Linked DNA regions of Mus musculus: region 2 is linked to region 1. Evidence: chromatin contacts called from public ChIA-PET data. All regions are on one chromosome and are shown on one strand. The core of a region is the stretch at or near the end of the contact, and the rest is flanking DNA. Distances in the headings are between cores, read along the strand shown.

Evidence for each region. ChIA-PET counts read pairs in DNA pulled down with a chosen protein or histone mark.
Region 2: a contact with region 1 is called in an RNA polymerase II ChIA-PET map of memory CD8 T cells, with 23 read pairs. The contact joins the promoter of Ap3m1 here to the enhancer-like site in region 1. A contact is called at or near these places in 1 of 39 promoter capture datasets (the 3T3-L1 cell line), 4 of 15 datasets of contacts at CTCF or cohesin (the G1E-ER4 cell line, embryonic stem cells, large pre-B cells and 1 more), 2 of 484 Hi-C or Micro-C datasets (embryonic stem cells and muscle stem cells), 7 of 115 datasets of contacts at active chromatin or transcription factors (the 230-238 cell line, DN3 thymocytes, astrocytes and 3 more) and 3 of 9 other capture datasets (adipose tissue, liver and pancreatic islet).

The regions. Positions count from the first base shown.
Region 1 is chr14:20,806,922-20,813,868 of GRCm38.p6, forward strand. No RefSeq gene overlaps it. Among named protein-coding and RNA genes, the nearest start is that of Gm30108, 16 kb to the left of the region's middle. Within about 2 kb of position 4,555, at least 41 of the 459 cell types and tissues checked have an H3K27ac peak or open chromatin away from gene starts, as enhancers often do. A contact at or near this core is called in memory CD8 T cells, where this site is marked.
Region 2 is chr14:21,048,263-21,055,359 of GRCm38.p6, forward strand. Ap3m1 (adaptor-related protein complex 3, mu 1 subunit) reads right to left here and starts at 4,180. Exons shown (of 9, transcript NM_018829.4): 1 at 3,878-4,180. Adk (adenosine kinase) reads left to right here and starts at 4,312. Exons shown (of 11, transcript NM_134079.4): 1 at 4,312-4,438. The coding sequence starts at 4,377.

The DNA.
Region 1 (6,947 bases), core at 3,305-5,804:
AGATGACTTCACTTTGAGTTCTGCTCTCAGTCCCCTTATTCCAGCAGGCATTTCCAGGCAGCGTGAGTCTTATCCTCAGGACATTCTCACCCAAAAATTACCCCCGGTACACATGGTGCACATGGTACACATGATACATATGGTGCACATGATATACATGGTACACATGATATACATGGTACATATGGTGCACATGGTGCGCATGGTACACATGATACATATGGTGCACATGATATACATGGTACATGTGGTATACATGGTGCACATGATATACATGGTACACATGATATACATGGTACATATGGTGCACATGGTACACATGATATACATGGTACACATGGTGCACATGGTGCACATGATATACATGGTGCACATGATACATATGATATACATGGTACACATGATATACATGGTACACGTGATATACATGGTACATGTGGTGCACATGGTGCGCATGTTCCTTCCTGGGAGTAGGGGCAGTGCTGTAAGAAAGACTGATTTAGTTTAGATCAGAATCCTGACTGATGGCCCCTTCCTTCCTTCCTTCCTTCCTTCCTTCCTTCCTTCCTTCCTTCCTTCCTTCCTTCCTCCCTCCCTCCCTCCCCTTCCCTCCCTTTTTCTCCTTCTCCTTCTCCTTCTCCTTCTCCTTCTTTTTCTCCTTCTCCTTCTCCCTCTCCTCCTCTCTTTGTCTGCTTTTGTTTTTGTTTTTCAAGATAGGGTTTCTTTGTGCAATGGCCCTGCCTGTCCTGGAGCTTTCTTTGTAGGCCAGGTTGGCCTCAAACTCACAGAGATCTGGCTGTGACTGCCTCCCAAACACTGGGATGAAAGGCATGCACCACCATGCCTGGCAATCACATGAACACTTTTTAACTCGGGAGTTTAACTTAAAAGCCAAACAAACAAGCAAACCCAGATTTCAGGCTGCTGAGATGGCTCAGTGGGCTAAGGCATTCCCACCAAACATCTAAGTTTGATTCCCAGAGGACCTAGGCATGGTGGTGCGTGGATATGCCAGCACTTAGGAAGCTGAAGCAGGAGGATTGCATGATTAAGTCTAGCCTGGGCAATTTAGCAAATCTGATGACTAAAACAAAACAACAACAACAACAATACAGTAAAAAAAGATCAGGGATATTAGCTCAAAGTTAGTGAATTTGCCTGGTACCTGTGAGACCCAGGGCTCAATTCCACTTGGCTATAAGTAGGAGTTGAGTAGAAGTTGCCTCGTGAGACAAGTTGCCCTCCATTTCGCTCTTCCGCACTTCCCTCCCTGCATTGTCTGCATCAGCACTGTGGTTCTTGCAGATGTGACTGCTGGCTCACATATACGCTTGGTACTTTATAAGACAAATGAGCCCCACTTTCAAACAATTTGTTTTTGTTCTGCATATTCCAAATAGAACAGATTGACCCTTCCTGCTTCTCTAGCCCGATACCCTGAACTCTTGACACTCAGATTGCTTTATCATCATGCTGTTACATTAAATTCAGATTTTGACATTTATGGCTCCAGAATCATACCCAAAGTATAAAGAAAAATACATTTTCTCCTTTGTGTCTTCAGGGACTCATGTCCCAGGACAGCCAGGGCTATACAGAGAAACCCTGTCTCAAAAAACAAAAAACAAAAAAACAAAAAACAAAAACAAAAAAACCCCCAAACAACAATAACAAAAAAAAAAAAAAAACCAAAAGAAAAAAAGAAACTCTCTATCCTTCTGGCTCAGCCAGAAGTGTGAGGATTGTGTAAGGATTGTGTAAGGATAGTGTAAGGACCGTCGGTATGCATATTACATGTTCAGCTGTCCAAGTATGTTAAAATATTTAAAAATAATTCTGGAAAGAAAAAGGAAATAGTTTTCTAATATTTTTGTTATTAGTTTTTCTTTTGCTTTGCTTTTTGAGTCAAGGTCCCCTGTTTGAAGTCTTTCTGTGGCCAAAGATGACCTTGAACCCCTGAATTTCCTGTTTCCATCTTCCCTGGGCAGGGACTACAGGCTTGTGTCACCATACATGGCTTAATTTTACAACATTTCTCTTGAACTGATTTTAAAATTTACCATCACTCCCACAAATACATATAAACACAGCTGGGAACTCATCTTATTGTCTGTCCAACAGGGCAAGCAACACACTTCTTTCTTAGCTGGGGTGACACCATTTTGCAAAGCACTTCCATTTTGGTTGAACTTTGACAGTTACAGAAACTAAAGCAATTCCCCAAACCTAGCAAAGTACCAGACATAACGGAGTGCATAGTAAGTACTTAATGACTACTAAGTACTTGGATGGGAAGATGGATGATGATGGATGAAGGATGGTGATGAATATAGTGGGCATGATCAAAGCTATAAGGACCAGATTTGTGCAAGATGCTGACAGCCATCCTAACTTAGTTATCTCCCAGAGTGGGGGAGGCAAATGAAGGAGAAGAGGCAATGAAACTGTTCTTTGAAGGCCCTATTCTTGTAAAGATCTCTTAAAATGTGTTAAACCCCACGTTCTCTTTTTCTTCTAACCAAGATCACTGGATTGGAGCCTTCCCTGGAGAAGGACAGCTGTTTCTGAGTCACTTCAGGAAACTGCTCTTTTGCCTCAGGCCTCAGACAGTGCTGCATCTCAGCTTGAGTTTCTATCCCAGAACAAAGCCTAACCCAACCCCTACATGACCTTGCTGCTGATAACCCTCTGTTCTCACCCAAAACTTCAACTCAACTCCCAACCTTGAGTTTGACCACCACGGCTGGAACTCGCTCTATAGGGAACTCAGAGATTTGCTTGCCTCTCCCTCTTGCATGATGGGATTAAAGGTGTGCGCACCATGTACGGCTTGGGTCCCATCTTGACTTAGCCTTGTCTTACCTAACCCAGGTACATCTTTGTTTCTGATGCTGAAGAATCTCAACTAAGTGTTAGCCAGGGTGACACCATTTTGTAAAGGTGGACAGTGAGAGTTATGGAAGCTAAGACCATTTGATTTCCAGAATTTAAGTAACTTGTTTCTCTAGATTCTTTGAGACCCAGTACTGGCCATCCAAGAGAGAGGTTATCCACCATCTGGCAGTGTGGAATTTACCACTTCCTGTTAAAGAAAAAAACCAACTGAGGGCTAAACCAGAAAGATTTTAACCTCTTTCTCACCCTTCCTTTCCTGTGAAAGATGTAATAAGAGACTGCCACTCTGTCATGTGGGTCTAGCCTCTCCTCAGAGAACCTGTCATGTTACTGTCTGCCTGTCTATCTGTGGCTGCAATAACTCTTCTAATAGAACTCTTAACCCAAAAGAAAAATCTGCCTCAATGGCTACTTTGAACTCCAAACTTAAAAACTTTGATTAATTTGTGTTTGTTTCCTTCCTTCATTTGTGTAGAGACAGGAGCACATGTACATATTCCAGGCTGGCCTCAAACTCACTTACAGTGTAGCCAAGGATGCCCCCAAACTTCTGATCCTCCTGCTCCTACCTCCTAAGTGCCGGGATTACAGGCTTATATCCTCATGTTTATTTTTATGTTGTGAATGCCATTGAACCAGAGTGATTCATGCATGCCTGCTGAGCTCTCTGCTAAGTATATCCCTAGTCCAGCTATAGAGCATTTCCATGTGTAATCTCACTTACCACTTAAAACTATATAATCACCCCCATTCTACATGTGAGATAATAAAACTTATTGTAAAATATGTTATTCAATTCCAGAGTCCTTGAACTCACCCTGTAGACTAGGCTGGCGATCAACTCACAGAGATCTGCCTGCCTCTGCCTCTGCCTCTGCCTCCGCCTCTGCCTTGTTTCTGGAGTGCGGGGATTAAAGCCATGCACCACCACTGCCTGGCTCTCTTCAACTTTTGCAGGGAAACAGAATGAGGTGACAGGAAGCAGCTAAGGGTCTGGATCTTTATCCAGCTATGTTCTCCGCCAAGCATGGTCACACACACTTATAATTCCATCACTCAGGTAACAAAGGCAGGGAGATTGCTGCAAGTTTGAGAGTAATTTGGTAGCCTGGTTACATAGTGAAATCCTGTCTCTCCCCCCCCACACACACACACACATACACTCTCACGCACATGCATACACACACACACACACACTGAAGTAAATAAATATGTGAAAAAAGTTAAGTGATAAGGCTGAGGACATAGCTCAGTTGGCAGAGTTCATGCTCAGCAATCAGGAAATCCATAGTTCAGCCACCATCTTCTCAGATATGGGGTACTGTGACACGTGCTTACAACCCAGCACTTGGAAAATGGAGGCAGGAGGATAGAAATGAAAGAGCCACCTCAGCTATGTGTAGAGTTTGGGGCCAGTCTGGTCAAAGACGCTGTCTTAAAAATAAAAAGGAAATGCGGCAGAGTGTAGAGAAAGGAGAAGAGGCGGGGCTTGCAGTCTGACTTGCAGGTGAGACTTAAGATGGATATTTTCTTTCACAGGCACGAGAATTTCCATTCTTAGCACTCAGAGGACATGTGATGGGACACTTGTAGGACCTTAAGCCACTGCGCAGTGGTCAGCCCACGGTTGCCTTCCTGTCTGCCTTTAAAGCCGGCAGACACCACAGTGAGTCAGTCCTACCAACGCTTGACTCATTTTTGACCTAAATTTGGTGATCAAACACAATACTCCAGAATTTGGCATTGTGGCTTAAAAGTATGGTGGGAACATGGTTGGAGAGAGAGAGAGAGTTAGAGAGAGAGAGAGAGAGAAAGAGAGAGAGAGAGAGAGAGTGTGTGTGTGTGTGTGTGTGTGTTTGATATTCACACATTAGGGGTGAGGATGGCGGAAGTTGAGACAGGATTTCACTATATAACCAGGCTACCAGATTTGTCTCAAACTTGAAGCAATCCACCTGCCTTTCTTACCTGAGTGATGAAAATACAGGTGTGTGCCACCATGCTTGTCTGGGAACATAGCTGGAAAAGGATCCAGACCCCTAGCTGCTTCCTGTCACCTCATTCTCTTTCCTTGCAAAAGTTGACAAGAACGACATTGCCATTTAAGTTAGCAAGAGAACTGGAGTGTAACTCGCTCAGTAGAGTTGCTCAACACCAAATATCCCAATATCTTGTAAACGGGGTGTCGGTTTGTAATCCCAGCACTTTGAAGGTAGAAACAAGAAAGAAGAGTGTCAGAACAGCCTCAACCACACAGCACGCTCCAGGCTAGCCTAGCATTCTTGAGATCCTGCCTCTAAATTAACCAATCAATCAACTAATTGTCAGAAACACTTGGATTTAACCTCTGAGTCACCTCTCTCTTGCTGTGCAACCTTGGTCACGCCCCCTGGCCTCTATCACTGTGTGGTTCCCTATCTATAAATCAGAGCTACAAACTCCCAGCACTGTGTGCGATTTAGTAACACAAGAAGAACTTAGCAGTATGGATGCCCAAGAAAAAGTCTGAAAATTAAAGTTATTTTATTTCATTTTGCCATGCTTCCATCTGAACTTAGGGGCTCAAACTCATGAGGCAAGCACTCTGCCACCAAGAAGCACACACACACCCTCTATTTGGAGGTCAGAGGACCCATTGCAATAGTCAGTTCTCTCCTTCCACCCTGTGGGGCCAGGGGATCAAACTCAGGTCATTATACTTGGTACCCTTACCATCTTGCCAGCCCCTCAGCCTTATCTCTTTACAGACCTTCATTTGGGTCAACTTCTTTGTCTTTTATACCTGACCTCATACTTTATCCCTTTGTATTCGGGACAGGTTTCTTGGTCTTCATCCTAAGTTATGTTTCTGTGTCTTTGCTGATGGTTTCTCGTGTCCCGAATCCTTACATCTCATTCTCAGAGCCCAGTGGATTCTCCTGTTGTGGACTTTTATTTATTTGTGGCTTTTTTGATGGTAGAATAATATGTAACTTGAATCTTGTTTGTTTGTTTATACTGTAGTAGGACATAAAAACAACAAAAAGTTTCTTTTTCTCCAGATGGTGTGGCTCAACACTTAGGAGACTGAGCCAGGAGGTATGGTGAATTAGAGGCCAGCCTGGAGTGCTCTATGAGATCATCTGAAACTACTTTATTAACCTTTAAACCATTTTAAAAATGTTATCCCATTTTAAAATATAATCCTTTGAGGGCTATGGGGCAACATGGCACTGCATGTGTGGAGGTCAGAGAATAACTTTTGGGAGTCAGCTCTCTCTTTCTAGCCTGTGGGTCCCGGGCATTATACTCAGGCATGGTAGCAAGTGCCTCTACCTGCTGAGCCATTTCACTGGCCCCCTTTAAACTATTTTAAAGGTACACAGTGAGATGGCTCAGTGGTTAATGCCTTTGTTGCCAAGCCTGGCCATCTATGTTTGATATTGTGAGTGCATACTGTGCTATAAAAGTGCCACTCACACACGAAGTAAATAAATAAGTATATGAAAGTCAATGCACACTTCATTAGCATTAAATGCAAGCAATCACCCCATTCTGTAGCTCTAGAACATTTTCATCATAGAAAATAGAAGGTCTGCACTCATAAATATCAATCCTCTCCCCACCCCACCCCTGTGCGGCACCATCCACTGACTACACATTTGTTTACTCAAGGTATCTCATAATGAACAGCATCATGGGTCTGGTTTATTTCACTTAAGATAATGCCTTCAAAAGCCGTCTATATTGTAGTATATGTACAAATTTCCTATATCAGCTGACATGATATTCCATGCATGCATATGTTGCATTTTGCCTAGCCGCCTGTCCTTAGACATCTTGATTGCTTCTGCTTTTTGGCTACTGGGAATTATAATGTTGTGAGCATGTCTGTCTGAGCCCCTGATTTCAGCTCTTTTGGGTGAGTACATTCTATCACATGGTAATTCTAGGGTTAGCTTTCTGAGGGTCCATAAAGCTGTTTTCCATAGTGACTACACCACTTTCCATCCCACCAACAATGCACAGGATTCCAGTGTCTCACTGTCTTCACTAACACGTATTTTCCTTTC
Region 2 (7,097 bases), core at 2,930-5,429, 240 kb after region 1:
ATAAGGGGTTGGGGACTGTAGAGTGGAGACAGGCTTTCAGGCTAGCTATTCTAGCCAGTCAGTGAGGCCCAGGTTCAGTGAGACTGCCTCAGGAAACAAGGTGGAGAACCACAAAGTCACCCAACTTAAACCTCTGATCCACACACACATGGGGATCCCTGAAGTTGCATGCACCGCCCCCCCCCCACATATGCATGTACACATACACAAATATGAAACGAGAAGAATTTAGTTCCTCTGATTCTCAACCAGAATCTTAACCATTTTCCCCTATTCAACAAACTGTTCTATATTTATATATTAGGCATTTGGGGATATGCTAAACTGAAAATTTCTATACTTTTCGTCAGTTGCAAATACAAATATAGTAAGAAGCAACTCATATGATAGGATAAATAGAGTGAACTATTGGAATCTTCAAGGGTTACACGTACAAAGAGAATACATGAAAGAAATCCAAAACAAAATGTGCAACTCTTAAGGTTGAAGAAATGCTGGAAAAAAGGTAAGAATATGAAAACAGCCACTGGTCATGGGGCAAGGCTTGCCTTGTTTATTGTTCTCAGTGAACTAATTTCCCACATTTTATTTAATTTTTTATTTTGAGAGAAAATATGCAAATCTGATTTACATTTCTGGAGAGATTATACTAATTATACTATGGAAATTGGATAAGAAGTCACCAAATTATGTGACACCAGTTAAGAGATGAGTGATGGATCAGAGCTGGAGAGATGGATGCTTGGCAGGTTAGAGGACAAGGCTTGACACCCTTACAACTGTCTTTAACTCTAGTCCAAGGGGGTCCAGTGCCCTCTTCTGGCCTTCTCAGGCACTGCCCTAGTAGGAGCCTGTACTAGAAGGTTAACAAGAGAATGGAGTAAAATATACAATGAGATTTGGACAAGCTTTAAGAAAAAATGTATTTAAGTCTGGGTATGTTGTACAGAAATAAGAAGACAGCTGAAATAGTTAGTCCTGGTCATACATAATTTGACCCAATTCCTAATATATTTGACTCAACTGAGTACATTCAATCACTGTATTTGATTGAGTCTAGTCCTTCAAAGAGACTGATATGTTGTTAATGGGTATTATAAGGAGTTATATCCAAATAAATTATGAACATAGCAAGGAACATATATGAAAGAAAAAGCCAGTATTTGAATAGCAAGGAAGCGGAACTAAAAAAGGAAAAAAAAAAAAAAAAGCCTAAGATGGAGCTGAAGCAGAATTTTAAAAATGGGGAAGGGTTTTAGTATCTGAAGTGTATTGGAGAATTTTAGTATCTGAAGCATATTTATGCATTTCTAGGGGAATGCCACACAGAAGTGAAGCTGTGAAGATTTAAAAGGATGAGTAGAAGTGGTTTTCTCAGATTGGAGATGACTCAGTGATTAAGAGCATGTACATGCTCCTACGGAAGACCCAGATTATGCTGGGCTTGGTGCCAAATACCTTGCTCTTCAAGGGAAGAGGCAGGGGGACATCTGTGAGTTCCAGCCCAGCCTGGTCTACAAAGGGAATTCCAGGACAGCCAGGGTGGTTACACACAGAAATCTTGTCTTGAAAAACCAACAACAACAACAACAAAATACCAAACAAAACATACCCCCAACAACAACAACAACAAAACAAAACTGAACCCCTAACTCAACAAACAAAGCACTCAGATTCAATCTTAGCACCTATGTCAGGCAGATCATAACTCCAGCTCCAGGGGATCTATTGCCTTTTGTTTCTATGGGCATGGCACTCATGTGCACATACCCACATACAAACACATACAATAATGCAAATAATAAAAATAAACCCCAAATAATAAACAAGTAATAAAAATAAATATCAAAAAATGTTTTACAATTTTCCTTTTTAAAATTTTCCTTTTTATTCTCAAGATAGGGTTTCTCTGTGTAACCTCGGCTGTCCTGGAATTCACTCTGTAGACCAGGCTGGCCTCTAACACAAGAGTCTGCTTGCCTCTACCACCCAAGTGCTGGGATTAAAGGCATATGCCATGACTGCTGGCCACCAATGATCTAACATTTCCAGTCTTTTACCCTCAGCAAATCATACTGTTCCCTACAGACTGTTTGATAAGACTTTTTTTTTCAATAATTTAGATGTGTATTATGTGTATTTGAGTGTGGGTTTGTGCATGTAAATGCAGGTCCATGAGGACCAGGAGCGGACAGTGGATCCCTTAAAGCTGGAGATACAGGGGGTGGGATTAAAACCATCTACTGCTTCGGCCGAGGACCAGAGTTCAGTTCCTAGCACCCATCTCAGGCAGCTCACAACCCAAGTTTTTTAAACTTTAATTTTGTATGTATTTCTGTTTGTATATGTCATGTGAGTGCAGGTACTTGCAGAGGCCAGAAAAGTACATCAGATTCCCTGGAGTTATTGGTTGTTAAGACCTGAACTTGGGTTCTCTGCAGCATCTCCCACACAAATTAGAAAAAAAAAAAAAACCCCAAAACACATGCCTACTTAAAATATATCTATGTCTTATGCATTAAAAGGGGGTTAACTTTTCTGATTCGCAAGTAGTTTTGTTTTTTTTCTTTAAGTTTTTATTGTATTTGTATGGGTGCTCTGTCTGCATATGTATCTGTACACTGAGTGTGCAGTGCCCAAGAAGGCCAGTAGGGGGAGTAGGATCCCCGTGGGACTGGAGTTACAGACAGTTGTCAGCCACTGTGTGAGGGCCAGGAATTGAACCTGGTTCATCAAAAGTGCATCTAGTGCTCTTAACTGACAAGCCATCTCTCCAGCTCCAAGACTTTTTTTTTTAAATCTATACCGAGAATATATGATTGTCATATTTGATGTGATGGGTGATGTTGGTTAAAGTAATTTTAGTGATAACTCAGTAGGATGTTGGCAACGGCATAGCAGTGTGGTTCTTAGCTAAAAGCAGCAAGTAGGTAAAACAAAGATAAGGAGACTGAGATGGCTCATCAAAAAAGGTGTCTGCTAGCAAGCCTAAGGACCTGAGTTTGAGCACTAAGACCCTCATGGTGGAAGGAGAGAATTGTGGCCCAGAAGTTGGTCTCTGAATTCTACATGTATATTGTGGCATGCAACACACATACAACAAACAAATAAATGTAAAAAAAAAATGTTTAAAAACCAGGAAGACACTGAGAAACAGACGATAATAGCAGTGGGACTCTCTCAAAAGGGGGGCACGTTTTCTTCTTTCAATACAGAGGAAGGATTTATATATTTGCCTGCAGAAAATTCCTTTTCTTCTGTGTAATGTGTTTTCAAGTCAAAATCCCAAATGCCACCAAAAAAAAAAAAAAAAAATTCTTTCCCCGCGAGAACGCCGGATTTTTACAGTGACTCAACTTCTCAACTAGGAAGTTAAAGCTTCAATATCAAACAAATCCACTGCATCCAATCAGCCCACCCCTCATTATGTTTCCATTCTCCAGGCCACCTTCTTAGTTTACAGCCCTGTCACCTGTCTCCTGAGAAGCTGCAACACCCTACTCACTGTTTCCCCATCCCAGGCCAGCTCACGCAGGCGCCACCCTATAAAGAGAGCGTTCTTAGCTTCTTCAGGGGACTTGCCCTCCAAGGCCAAACCTGGGGTCCTACAAATTCAAGTCGTCGGTACTGCACCTCACTATAGATGACATTTCCCGTGCCTGGGGTCCAGGGTCCGAGAACCCTACGTGGCAGGTGCACCGCTCCCTTCCGGCCCAGCTGGCTAGAAAGCCCGGACGTGCCGGGCAGGCGCGGCCCCGGTGCACAGCAGCGGGGACGCTCCTGGAGCCCAGGCTAGAGTCCCGAGCCGGAGCTATGCGGTCTACTCCCCGGCTTTGGAGAGGTCTCCAGCCCGGAGACTCCCCGCCCTCACACTCACCCCGACACCTGGGCGACTCAGTGATTCGGTGCCGGGTCCTCTCTGCACCGCAGCTGAAGCAGCAGAGAATGCCGCGAGGACCCCGCGCTCGGAGTGCCCAGCAGATTGCCTGACTAGCAGCCGCAGAGGCACCAAGGAGGTCGGCTGGACTAGATAGACACAACGAGCGGAACGGCGTTCAGTGAGAGGCTCGGTGTCTACAGAGGTTGAAGATCTGACTCTTCCACATTACTCAGGGGCTGAAGGAACGGGGAGGTTGGCACTCCCTGAGCGCAGGCGCTCACCCGCAGCCTAACTCCGTTTGGGGTCCCTTACCGTAGTAATCGAGGTCCTGTAGGGAAGCGCGTAGAGCCAATGGTTATGGACTAGAGTCACGGATTGGGCGGAGCTTGGAGAGGCGGGGCTTAGTGGAAAGGGGGCGGTGACGAGCTGAGGGGCGGGGCCACCGGACTGAGGGGCGGGACGCGCGGCAGAGCCAAACTACGGTGAGAGTGTGAAGATGGCAGCTGCGGACGAGCCCAAGCCCAAAAAGCTCAAGGTGGAAGCGCCACAAGCGCTGAGGTGAGAGCTGCCCTACGTGGGGGAGGAGGGAGATGGCACTCGCAGTGAGCCAAGGCCCACGTGGGCTGGCGCAGCTGGTTGGTGGCTGCGTTCGTGGGGCCAACGCGCTGGACCTGCAGCTCGGGGAGTTGCCCGCGTAGCTGCTGTTCCCCTCAGTGCCCTCTTGTTCTGGACTCTGCTCAGGTGCATTCTCGGCCCTGGCAGCCACTGACCAATCAGAGCTGCTGGCCCGGGGGCCGAGCCTTCCTCTGGCGCCACGTGCTTGTCTTCGCGGGCCGCGCTAGCGCGACCCCAAAGGACCTATCTGGAGCTGCATCCTTTCCTAGGGTATTTAGCGGGAAGGCGCCCGGCGCCTCCTGGACCCTGGTAAAAGATAACATTCTTGGAATTCTTCAGAAGGCGTTGCAGAAGAGCGTTTTGAGTTTTCCGTCAGCTTTCTGAAATCATCTTTGGAGACCCCCTTCATGGGACCCCCAAGCAACCTCAGGCTTAGGTTAGGAAAGTTTTTGTTTGTTTTTCTTTTTTTCCCCTTTGCATATTTGGCAGGAGCGGAGAGCTCTCTCTCCCAACACCTGACGCACAATTGATGTTGCAACTTTCATTTACAAAAAGCCGTTCGTTTTTTTAAAAAAAATTTCTTCCTAATAAGTATAAAGTCCAGCGCGCTCAGTGTCTGATGACTTTGAAGTGCTCATTGGAAGGCAGTGATTTTGCTACCTAAAAATAGACGCATCAAACTGATTTAAAACCGTGGGCCTGTTACTGATTATACAAGGCAAATTCCATTTATTTCAACATATTTTTTCCATGTTCAAAAGGAGAATTGATTCACAACTGAAAAGGAAAGTTGGGGGGTCCCAAATCATGTTCTTGGTGGAATGGGTCTGAGCAGGTCCCTTTTAGTGGGTTTATTTAGTGCCTATTATTCTTAGAAGGTTATTGTGCATGTCTAATACCACAAACGTAAAACATTAAAAAAAAAACAACCAAAAAACTGAGGATGTTTTATTTTAAATTTTAGATTATCTGGGTCAGTGAGATGGCTCAGCAGATAAGGGCATTTGCTGCCAAGTCGGATGACCTGAGTTCAGTCAGACTCCAGGACACACGTGGTGGACGGAGTGAACCTATTCTGTTCTTCTGTTGTCCTCTGGCCCCGCCCACTGAATAAACGCATACTGTCTCCTTAGATTTTCTTTTAATAAAAATGATACTTTATATATTATGATGATCCATTTTAACAGTGCTTACCATCTGAAGTAACGGTATAAAGAAGCCTCCATGAAAGAAATGCAGGGATTAACCTTATTTTACAGGTGAGGATATTGAAGCTCAAAGAAAACATTTAAGAAAGGAAAATTCGAACCCTGGGCATCAGGATTCAAGTTTATTATTTGGTTCTAGTGTGTTTACACAACATCCAAGACATGCTTCTATTCGAGTATGCATTTTTAAAAATGATCCATGGTAATGATTAATACTTAGATATGTATATGCCAGGTGCTGTTTCTGCATTCTACGTATTTTAACTCAAATCCAAACCAACCTGATAAGACCATTTCTATAATTATCTCAATTTTACCAAAAATGAAGAGCCATATACATATCTGTCTATTTAAAATTGTAGATAATTTAGAGGAATAAAATTCACTTTCCATAATGCTAACCTATTGCTTTCTGCACAGGTGAAGTTAAAAGATTTTGACTGTATGGATTCTTTAATTTTATGCAGAGACCTTTGAGTAGACTGTTCCTCCCTTTGTTAGTTAGGATTGCTGAATGATAATGCATTTCGGCTGAATTGCTCTATGATTTTCCTGGCAGTTAAGAGATTTCTACCAATTTTGTTTAACTGTGAGAGAAAACAGCATAAATTGTAGGCACAGTTTAATGTATAGAATTCGTCAGTGGAGAACATATAAATTAGTAAAAAGCATTTATAGATATTAGGAAAAGAATTTAGGAATTTGTGAGTTGTCAGTTATCTTTAGGAAAATAGTTCTTATTTTTATTTATGTGTATGTGTGTGTGTTTGTGTGAATGTGTGTCACATGTATGCCAGAAGAGGGCTTTGTATGCCCTGGATCTAGAGTTGAAGAGAATCAGTTATGAGCCATCTGACGTGGGTGCTGGGAGCCCAATCAGCTCTTCTGAAAGAGCAGTTTGCTCTTAACCATTGAGCCATCCTTCCAGCCTAGGAAGTGATTTTTAACTTGGGGAATTTTATCTTAGACGAAACATTTAGCAAAACTTGGTGATAATTTTGGTGGAGTAGGGGAGTGGAGTAAAGTTTAAAGATGCTGGTGAGATGGCTCAGAGAGGAAAAGTGCTTGCTGCCAAGCCTAATGACCTGTGTTAATCCAGATCCAGGACCCATGTGGTGCTTTCAATAGGAATGGTCCTCATGGACTTACCTGTTTGAATGCTAGGCCCATAATAAGTAGTGCTGTTAGGAGGTATGGCCTTGTTGGAGTAGGTGTGGCTTTATTGGAGGAAGTGTGTCACTATGGCTTTCAGGTCTCACTATGCTCAAGCTAGGCATAGTGCAATAAGGATTCTTCTGTCATCTATGGATCAAGAATCGGACTCTCAGCTCCTTCAGCACTGTGCCCACCTGTACACCATCATGCTTCCCACCATGAGGATAATGGACTAAATC